Linked DNA regions of Gossypium hirsutum: region 2 is linked to region 1. The links are chromatin contacts, called in public Hi-C maps. All regions are on one chromosome and are shown on one strand. Each heading gives the region's core, a stretch centred on a gene start, on an enhancer-like site or on the middle of the called end of the contact. The rest is flanking DNA. Distances are from core to core; before and after follow the strand shown.

Region 1 (5,401 bases), core at 2,536-5,035:
TAAATATTAATTGGAAAAGAATCCAAGCCATAAATAAACAAAATGAAAACCTGCGTGATAGGCTTCGTTTCTCCCTTCTCCTAGTCCTCCGTGGACTTCTCCTTTTCCTTCTATCTGGAGGTGAACGACTCTGACTTCTGCTTCGAGTTCTGCCCCTTCTGTGCCTCCCAACATAGTCTGAATCATCAGAATCACTGTCACTACCATCATTCCTAGCCAGTCGCCCAAACTTATCTACCTTATGTTGAGACCCAAGAGTCAAGTTCTCTTCCTCTTCCCTATGTTCCTCACTAAACATAATACTTTCAACACTATCACCAACCATTACGTTTTCTTTTTGGAGAACCTCCACAGAAGCAACATGATTTCTAGACACTTTCTGTACATCCTTATGATCAGCATGTTCATTCTCATTCATGATGGAAGTTGTGATAGTACCTTCAACCACTTCTGAGCTTGCAACTTTGTATGGCATGTTTGATAGTGGTCCAAACCCCTTTCCAGTCTGGTTGGGACTACTAGCATTCTCCAAACTAGCACCAAATGGCGCATTCATATTTCCAATGCCAGTCTCAATATCTTTTTCTGAATTGTCATCAGAAGTATAGTCTTGTAGAAGTCTGAATGGACAGCCACCTTTTGCAAGTTGATCGGAAGTATTCGATTTCTCCAAACTAGTGACTATAGGCTGTTTAGTACGTACAGTTAATTTGACTAAGTTAACTTCAGAAACAGATGCCTCAAAAGCCAATTGGTCAACTTTGGTAATACCTTCTTGACCTGAATTTAAGAGGTAAAATAATTCTAAACTTGCTAAACATACAACAGATAATTGCAAACTACAAGAGATAAAGACTCGTAAATGAATATTCAGGAATACTACATATCTAGGTAATAACTATTCTGGACTCTGGAGCCATGGGCAGTAATTATTTATATCTGGTTAACTAATATAATAAAGCAAGAAACAGGAGTTTTGGAAAAAGGGCCTAATATGATCGCTAGATATAACTTTTACCTTGTTCACCCAAACTAGAACTGCCTGCAGCTGATGTGTTTTCTGGTAAAATGGATGCACTGCATCCAGTCGACATTTGCGGTGGACGTAACTTCTCTTCTTCATTAAGCATGTTATCACTAATATCACACTGACTCTTACGGCCTTCGAGCATTTGATTCATTCCCTGATCATCATCAATTTGGGTGATATCGTCTTGAAATCACCCACCAGAATAACAAATTAAGTACAAAAAAATCAGCATGTAACCAACAGATAATCAGATAATTTGCTTCAGAATATAGATAACATAAAATCATTGGATATCCACAACAGAATATACAACTTTTGCTATATTGTGTTTAAATGGTCATTAACAAGTTCCAAGAAGTCTATCCCAAAATGATCATTACAGTTTTTTCCAAAGCTCATAACACATAAAATGGACAATCAATTTAGACAAACGTAAAAGATTCCAGACATTAGGAAGCACAAGTTAAAAAGATAGAGGATATTAGAAAGCGTAATCATAGTAAAAGAAAAGAAAAAGCCAACCTTCCATCTCCATGTCAGAATCATCAGGCAAATGAGATGCAGCTGAAACCAAATGGCAGGCTTGCTCTAAGGACTCTTTTCCTGATGGCCTCAAAGATGAAACTCCTTGCTGTTCATCTAATTTACATGCAAACATACTTTTCTTTTTCATCCACTGGAAAAAATCATGTGCTATTGCAGCTTCAGTTCCTGGCTCACCACCATACAGAAATGCATAGTCTGGCTTTCCAGATTCATTTTTACGAACCATGTCCTCATAATCAGGCCCATTCTTAGCAATGCCCTGGCATAAAGCTTCAATCCTTTCAATAACATTTTCATCTGTTGGCTTAGGAGGAGTGGAAGAAAGGTCCAGGGTCAAACCCTCTTGTAACAGTAACTTATCTCCAACCAGAGAACTCATGTTGCAGCCATTTTCCCCTCTCATATTCGGAGAGCCATTATCTGTAACTAAATTGTTGGCCTGATTTGGAGCCACAGCTACACCGACAGAACCTGAAGTGCTTAACTTAGAGCCATCCGAGTCCAAATTACAGGGTAAGTTGGAAACATTTTGCACAGCCTTAGAAGATGAAAGAACAGTAGAGGTGGAAGTTGGAGGAGATGGTAGATTAGGTGGTGGAAAAGAGGGTGGAGGTGGTGGTGGTGGGAGGGGGAGAGAAGAGGTAGATGGAACACGGTGATCTCCACCTGTTGGTTGTACAAAGCTTCCAAGTGGAGCTGAAGCGAAGAAACTTGTCGTAGGAGGGAGTGGTTGATGTGGTGAGATATGTAGAAGTCCTCGCTGCTGAGGTAGTGGATTCACTGCTGCTCTATAAAATGTTTGCCCCTGGGATTGAGGAGGAGGGGGAGGAGGTAATGCTCTAAAACGTGGCTGGGTCTGTGAAACCTCTGGGTATGATGCACTAATTGGAGGAGGACGCACCTGCTGAGGCATATTAAGTGCATTCTGGGTCCCTAAATGTAAATGGTGTTGTGAGTTCTGTTGAGCTGTCGGATACATTCGTGGCAATGGGGCACCTGCATGAACATGCGCAGGTAGGCGTAGATAAGATTGACCTGTATTTGGCAACCCACCAGGGGGATTTTTATGAGGTGCAGCAGGACCATGCTGATATGGTGGAAAGCCTGATGGGCCTTGCTGGAATTGAGGTGGAGGAGCAGGCGGACCGGGAGGGAGCTGTTGATATGGAGATGATATGGGTTCTGGAGGACCCTGCCCAGGCTGAGGATTACGATTCCCTTGAGCATACATCTTACAGTTTGTGTTAACACAGATATAGCCCTTCAACTAAAGTCACCAAAATCCCCTGCGGGAAATAGAACTCAAATCAGAAAATAGACAAAAATATAAGTTGATATCTCAGTAAAAGCCAGTTCTAAATAAACAATAAGGATCAGATAATGGAAGCAGCACAACACCTCAAAGCACGAATTGTACTTCAGAACTTCCTTGATGGTTTTTCACATTAAGTGAAGGGCGGAACAGCCAGAATCAAATGTATTTCACTACAACTAAGAAGAACGAACAGAATTTCATAAGCATATCCCTTTAATTTTTTTTTCAAATTCAAGAATTTCAAACTGTTAAGAAAAATACAAACTAAGCCAAATATCCACCAAAAACTCAAGATTGCTTCCACATAATTCAAATAAATTCAATACTGTCAAACAAACTGCAAATGCCGAAAAAAGGAAGCTTCAAATTTCACGTATTCAAATTAAAAATTAATGTTGAATTCAATCCAAATCCATAAGACACTCCAAAAAGACTTTTTTCAGAAAGAGAAGAATTTCCCATTCTTTTCCATCAACTTTCTCAGCAACAACACAACAAAAAAACAAAAATATTAACAATTAAGCAGGTAAAAAGACTATACTAATAAAAAAGAAGAAAAGAAAGAAAGAATCGAAGTAACTAAGTTAAAAACGAATAATGAATGAAAAGATAAGCCGGAATTAATCATAGCAACGGTAGCTTACCAGTTGAAAGTGAGCGGGGAAATGGAGAGCGAAGAAAAATAAACGAACCCTAGAATTTGGAAATCTAGGAATTTAGAGCTTTTTTCGTCAAGAAAAAGGGGGTTATTTCAAGGTTCATAAACCCTAATCAAAGTGTTTTTTTTCCTCTTCTTTTTTGTGTGTTCTGCTCTTCTTCTTAGAGTTGAGTGTTTCTCGCTTATTTTATAGATTTGGTTCACTCGAAAAAAGATTTCTAATTCTTTAAAAAAAAAAAAAACCTTATATTTAAGGTTCAGTGATTCCTTTAGAGTAAGTAATCTGTTCGAGACATTTTTAATTTTATTGAAATAAAGAATATTTTAATATTTATTTTAAAACTCTCTTAAAATCATGTATTTAGAATATTCAATAAATAATGAGATATAAGATTTTTTTTATTACAAGAAAATAAATTAAAACATGTCTAAGTGAACGAGCTTAATAACTTCAACTTTCACCTATGCTCGAGTTATAGATATCTTCCTCCAACAGATCTCGCATAGAGAGAGGTGGATCTTCAAGCATAACCAAGCAATTAATTATGTCTTCGTCCATCTTAGCTAGTTGATCTACAACTTTATTATTATCCTACGGGATGTGACGAAATTTAATTTGTCAATCCTTGTAGTACCATTCATGTATCAACCTAATTTCGGCAATACTACTTATTACTGTAAGTCCATTCCGCAAAACATCAACTAATAACACGTTATCACATTGCAATTCAGCCTATTTAAAACTTCTGATTCAAGCTAATTTCAATCATTCTAACATAGCCTTAGCTTCAATGAGATATAAGATTTGAAACTAATAATAGTAACAATACATATATAATATTTATGAAATTAAAATAAAAAATAGTCTAAATTGTAAGTAAAAGAAAATTGAAATAGGTAAAAACATCATATTAAGAATTTTAAATGTACTTCCATTGTAACACGTGAGAACTAATACATAAAATTAATACACTCTCAAATAATATTACTTATTTTAATTACGAAATTATGTGACACCAACTCGATCACAATTTTAAAAACTAAAATAGATAATACATAAAATTTTAAATATTTTATTAATTATCTTTAAATTTTATTATTACCTTATTCATAAAAACTACTATTATTTTTTAGTTAAGCTATTAAGCTTATATCCATATCATCTATATTATATTACAATGTACACAAATATTGAAGGAAACTTTTTTATATTGATTTTTGTGAGAAGTAAATAATTCATTTGCAATTTTTTATACTGATTTATTGTGACATTATAATTTTTTAAACTATATTTATGTGAGTCTATTATTCAAAAAATAAAAGTAAATTTGAAAAATTTTAAATATTTAATTACATTTTAAATATTTTAATATTATAATATTATAATATTAATTTATTTATAATATATATATATGAATTTGAAAAATATTTTGTACAGACGAGAATATCTTTTTTTTTGTTAATTGTATTACTAAATTGGAATTAGAAAAATAATTTATAGTATTATTATGTGATAATAATAATAGTTTTACGCTCTCATATCTTTTTATACGATTAATATTTTAATGACCTAACCGTTGTATTTCATATTCCATTTATATAGGTTATACATGTCAATTTTGATGTAAATTAAAAAAAACTTTAACTATTTGTTTTAAGTAAAAGAACTTTTAACCGTTAAATAAATATTAATATATATTATTTTAAATCGATATGATAGATATTTCGGATCGGTTCAAAAATATACATGTATGATAAGTATAATTAAATCGATAAATTCAACGGTTAGATCATTAAAAAATTAATCATGATTCCTCCATCAATTAATTTTAATTAAATATTAATTAATATG
Region 2 (5,923 bases), core at 3,013-5,512, 140 kb after region 1:
ATATTAGCTTTGAATCACAAAAATGGTGAAGAAAGTATATAGTTTTGTGATTTAGAAATTGAAAGGTTTGTTAGTTGATTTGAATTCATGTATCTATATTTACTTCTTGAAATATGTGTATATGATTATATCGAGTTTATTTCATATGAGCTTACTAAGCTTTATAGCTTACATCGTTTATTTTTCTATGTTTTATAGTGCATTCAAAGTTAGCTTGGATTCGAGGATCGTCGGAGATCGCTTCACACTATCCACCTATCATTGGTACCTATGAACTTTGGCATTTTAAATATATGGCATGTATAGGAACTTAGTCTATATGATATATGTTTTGTTATGAATTTGGCCATTTGTGTTGGCTTATAAAAATTATGTTTATAATGTTGTATATGGCCATGTAAGTTGACCTATTTGTCTTGGTTAGTGATATATGTATATATATATGGTAATGCCATTTTGTAATGTGGTTTATATTGTTTGTTGGAAGGTTGATTGTGGATTATTAGTTGGAGTATCTATTGGTATGTTTGTGGTTCTAGGTAAATGAATGTTTAAATGAATTAATACATGAATCTTGGTATGAAATTGAATGGTATATTATAGTATGGATGTATTTGTATTGATTGGTGTTGAGAGGATATGAATTATGTTTGAATAAAGTTCATGTAATGTTTAATTATGCCTTGAATTGGTGCCAATTGGTTTAATGTAGGTACTTGTATTTTGGGTGGCAAAATGGCTTGGTAAATAGTCTATTTTCCACACGAGCAGAGACACGGGCGTGTGTCTCAGTCGTGTGTGACACACGGTTAAGTATACAGTCGTGTGTCCCCTGGTGTTGATTTTGATATCAAGTCAGTAGGCTCCACATGGCCTCACACACGGGCGTGTATGGACATTTTTATGGCACACGGGCGTCTGTTTTGAGAAAAATTTTATAAGTGTTCCAAATGTTTTCTAGGTTATCGGTTTAGTCTTGAACCACTCCCAATGCATGTTTAGGGCCTCGTAGGCTCATATTAAGGACAAATTGTTTAAGATTGAATGATGATTGTATGAAATGGTTAAATGTATGATAGAGGTATGTATAAATGTGTTGTAAGTACGGCAATGTTCCTTAACCCTATTCAGGCGTTGAATACGGGAGACGGGTGTTACATGAACATCAGGCATCCAGGTTCGACGGAGGCAGAATCGATAGAGGCAGTAGTGGTCATGGAAATAGGTGTTTAGAACCTTTAGGCGACTAATACCATGTTGAAAACTACGGTAAGTTTGTGAATTGTAAATGAGGCTATACTGACATTGAATAGAGAGAAACTATGTTTAATTTTGAAGAAAATATTTCTGTATTTGGACTTCTAATCTACCTCTGTACATTATGATTATAGTATTTATAGAACCTATGAATAACTGCTTTTTGATAACAACTTGCTAACAGTTTAACTATAGCTCAACTGCTTGAATAACAACTACAACTAATAGACTAGCTTACACAGATTAACTCCTTAACACATAGTTTCCTCCCATTCTACTTGATTCGCCATGTTCATAAGTGCTATCTTCAAACAATGTGCCATTAGTGAGATACATCTCGCTAGTGGGACTTGTTATCATTCTCGGAATATTAGGGTTAATCGGTATGCATGGGCATGAATATGGGCACATCACATGCTGTTTCATTTCCAACTTCTGGTAGTACACTCGTTGGACTTGGTTGGTCTCCAAAGTCTCCTCCAAGTGGGCCCAAGATCTGATCATATGGACTATCATCCTCAGATTCCAGATGGTTTACATCCTGCATATTATCATTTTCAGAATGATAGACAACAAATTCCCAAAAACTAAGGTCTACCTGTTCTGGGATTACCATGCACTAAATTTGATTGGCAATCCATTCAAACCCTGGGTCCTGGTAGTAAACCCGCGTGGCTCGTCGATCTGACCTGTGAAGGAACGCACACATTTCATTAAAAAAGTGCACCTCCTGAACATCCATTCCTATATCGTAGCCAAATCTGTGTCTAATGTTGTCCAATTGGCTATTTAGTTCCCTTTCGATATCCAGGTTATCAACTCCACAGGACTACAGCTAGGGTAGGTATGCCTTATTCTCCCACAGTTTTTCATATCTTGGAAACAAGCTCATATCTAAACTGGATCCAGATTCTCTACCTTCTCCGACTCTTACGAAGCACCCTGCTAGTAGTGGTCTCCGTGAGTCAATGCATATTCTTACCCTTAGGAACCGAATATTCATTGGAAACTTTGCATGCCAGTCAACCTCCATTACTACCCCAGCTAATCTTGCTATAGTTACTGCAGTAATAGGGTTCAACATTTCCAGTAGTAATCCCCTTATCTATAACCAAACGGGTGCCTCTAGTAAATAAAGGTTTCGGAGAACCATATTAGGACGCCATATGTCAAATACAAAAAAAGCCCCCTCCGAAGACCAAAGGTTCTCTCTGAGAATATAGGACTGGTCTATAGGGTCATCAAAATGGAAGACGTAAATGTTTTTTTCTCCCCTTCATTCTCTAATACATCGACTCCAGTAGATCCTTTGAGCTAATGAAATCTTCTTCATGGAAGTTAATGATGGGGCCTCTCTGCTCCTTAACTCATAAAGGGGTGGTGGTACCTGGTCCACCCCTCTAAGTTCATCTTCACTGTTTGTCCAGCTAGCTTCTCGGTCGGCATGAATATCGCCTATTTTCTTTCTTTTTTGGTGCAAATATGGAATGTGGTGGAAAAAGTTGTTTTAGGTTTGGATAAACTTCCTTTTTTATAAAAATAATTGAATTTTTTTATTAATTACAAAAATGATTATTTTTTGGGAGGCGCCAATCTATTTGGCATGACCAATGATAAAATAATGTTGGACGCAAATAGATTAACTCACCACTTTTACCTTCTCAAAATTTTTTTGAAGTGATTTTTTTTAAAACTCAAATTACTTTTATCTAATGGTGTTATAGAAAATGGCGAGACTGTCGTGGTGCTAATATTTTTTTGAGTTTTTTTTAAATTGTTTTTTAATAGAATTTTTTTTTATTTTGGTGATATCATTCTCTTTGGCATCCCAAATGACTGTATATAACCTCAATGACAGTTAAGTCTGAGGTTAAGTTTTTTTTTTTTTTAATTTTATTATGTTACAGAATGAAAGGGAGGGAGATCAAGACTAAATTTTATGTTTTTGTGTTTCTGTTTATTTAGAAAATTTTATAATTTTAATGTATGTGTTATTTAACGATAATTCAGTGGAGCTTTGACATTAGAAAATTTAATGGTCCTTTTCGGGAGTGTAGATTTGATTCTTTAATTTCATATGCAGTGACAATTTCAAGTAAAAATAGGGTTCTTGATTGCCAGTGATTTATTCGGTAACGAGTTCAAATTGGTTAGTAAGTCTTTCGGTTGGCTGTGGTAAGACGATAACGGGTTCAAATTGGTTATGCCGCCAACGAGTGGATTATTTGGGATTCTTTTGGTTAATGGGATGTTTGAAGGTCCATTGGAATCCCAAATAGAACCACACGGGTGAGATTATCAATATTAGTAGCGTTCGAATTGCAAAATATTATTAATTACCAAAAATCTTGCTTGGTCGACTTGCTCATGTTGCAGTTAAAATTAGTAATTTTCAATTTGTAAGAGACAATGCTGTCGATCTTAAACAAAAGCAAAATCATCGTTTAATTATATTTTATTAGTATTAAGAAAGTTGCTTATGCTGCCGTTAAAATTGGTCGTTTATATTCCGTTGTAATTTTTATGTTTCAAATTTTAGCATTTTTTTCAAATATAGGAAAATGTAAATCACGTACTAAAGTAAGTTATGTGAAATTATTTTGGAATGTTGCCAATGTAAAATTATATTTTGTAAAATATAATTTCTAAATTATGTAAATTAATAGTTATTTGAAATGTTGGCAATGAAAAATAATTTTCATAAACCTGAAGTCTGCTACCCTAACACGCAACTGTTTTCCCTTTGGCAAGTTTTTTTAGGTTTTTGTTTTGTCTCTTTGTTAGCGGCAGCCACTTCCATAATCACATCCAAGCCTTTAGGAAAAGATTCTATGCTACTGATTATTTCCCTGCATCCATGGAAACAGATTTTGTAGGATTAACTCTCAATGAAGAAGAAGAAATAATTTTACAAATACAAGTAGATCCGACTACAGATAAGGAAGAGGAAGCTTTTAGATTGGTGGGCTGTTTCTTAACAGCCAGTGTTATTCACTTTCCAGCAATGAGAAGTACTATGGCTAATTTATGGCATCCTGTTAGGGGTGGTCAAATAAGAGATTTGGGGGAGAAAAGGTATTTATTTCAATTCTTTCATAATATGGATTTAAAAAGGGTTTTAAAGGGGTCACCATGGACCTTTAATAACAATCTATTGATTCTTTATAAGTTACAATAGGGAGAAGATCCATTAAAGGTTCCGCTAATTTCAACATCCTTCTGGGTATAGGTTCATGATGTTCCCATAGGGTTTTATTTTGAAAATTTGGCCTTGCAGCTGGGGAATTTTATAGGGAATTTTTTGGAATATGATGGCTCATCCTTGGGAAAAGAAAAATGAAATTTTATGAGAATTCGGGTCCAAATAGACATTCGACGTCCTCTTAAAAGGAAGAAACAAATCATGTTTTGTGGAATTTGCTCTTATGTTAAGTTTAAATATGAAAGATTGTCCTTATTTTATTTTTATTGTGGCCGGCTAGGTCATAGTGATTCTTTTTGTGAAGCTAGGATGGTAGTAGGGGTAGAAATTGCTGAGATGGGTTGGGATTTATCTTTAAGAGCATAATCAAGAAGAGCTCAAGCAATGAATAATGTTTGGTTAAGGGAGGATGGTGGAGCAATGGGTGGTATCAATCCAGGTGGTCAAATCTAAGGAAATAGTGGATGGGGAACAGATAAAAGAACAGGGTGTTCAAAGGACGTTGATCCTATTTTGGGATTTAATTTGGAAGAAAAAAGGCATACGTCACAACAAGTAGGTGAGAATTCATTCATTGGTCAAATACAGAATGCAATGGATCATGACCTGAAAGATGATGAGGTAATAACCGAGGAAGGAAAAAAAAGGGTTAAAGGAGAAATTGAAGAAAGCAACAACGTGATCATAAGAAACAGGAGGTTGTCAGAAATTAATCACTTTTCATCGGCGGCTGCCATGAGGCAAGCCGACCTAGCACAATGAAAATCATAAGTTGAAATGTCCGTGGTTTGGGAATCCACGGATAGTTCACAGACTTCGGCATTTGTTGAGGTCACAATATCCCCAAGTGGTCTTCTTTATGGAGACAAAAATAAATAGAAGTCAGATGGAAAAAGTTAGACGAAGTTATGGGTTTCACTACGGTATTGATGTTAATGCTATTGGTTCGAGAGGAAGGTTATGTCTTGCATGGAGTGGGGAAGTCAATGTCACGCTTCAAAACTTTTCAAGTTGTCATATTGATGTTTCAATTGAAGATTCAAGCGACATGAAGATATTGAGGTTTACAGTGTTTTATGGTTCTCCTTATTCACATAATAAGGAAGAATCATGGAATCTATTGCGACATCTATGAACCATTGGTGAGCTTCCATGGCTGGTTGGTGGGGATTTTAACGAAATTTTATATGGTTTCGAAAAGAAAGGAGGACTACCTCTAGAGGAAAGAAGGATGGAAGCTTTTCGACAGGTATTAGAAAATTGTCGATTGGTGGATGTAGGCTATTCAGGAAATTAGTTTACTTGGGAGAGAGGTAACTTGCCAGAAACGAATATACAAGAAAGACTTGATAGAGGTGTAGCGACTGAAGAGTGGATCTCTTTATTCCCAGATTCCTTAATTTAACACCTCTTGCATTCTTTTTCAGATCATTGTCCTCTATTTATTACTACAGACCGTGAACC

The links. Hi-C and Micro-C count contacts between places; a contact is called where the count stands out from the background.
Region 2: a contact with region 1 is called in a Hi-C map of fibers, with 3 times the contacts expected there. The contact joins the enhancer-like site here to the promoter of LOC107887088 in region 1. A contact is called at or near these places in 14 of 34 Hi-C or Micro-C datasets (anther, callus, cotyledon and 4 more).

The regions. Positions count from the first base shown.
Region 1 is chrA03:19,852,125-19,857,525 of Gossypium_hirsutum_v2.1, forward strand. LOC107887088 (serine/arginine repetitive matrix protein 2) reads right to left here and starts at 3,786. Exons shown (of 6, transcript XM_016811224.2): 1 at 3,536-3,786; 2 at 1,553-2,862; 3 at 1,019-1,213; 4 at 51-780. The coding sequence starts at 2,807.
Region 2 is chrA03:19,989,224-19,995,146 of Gossypium_hirsutum_v2.1, forward strand. No RefSeq gene overlaps it. Among protein-coding and RNA genes, the nearest start is that of LOC107887084, 6.5 kb to the right of the region's middle. Within about 2 kb of position 4,263, at least 6 of the 9 cell types and tissues checked have an H3K27ac peak or open chromatin away from gene starts, as enhancers often do. A contact at or near this core is called in cotyledon and fibers, where this site is marked.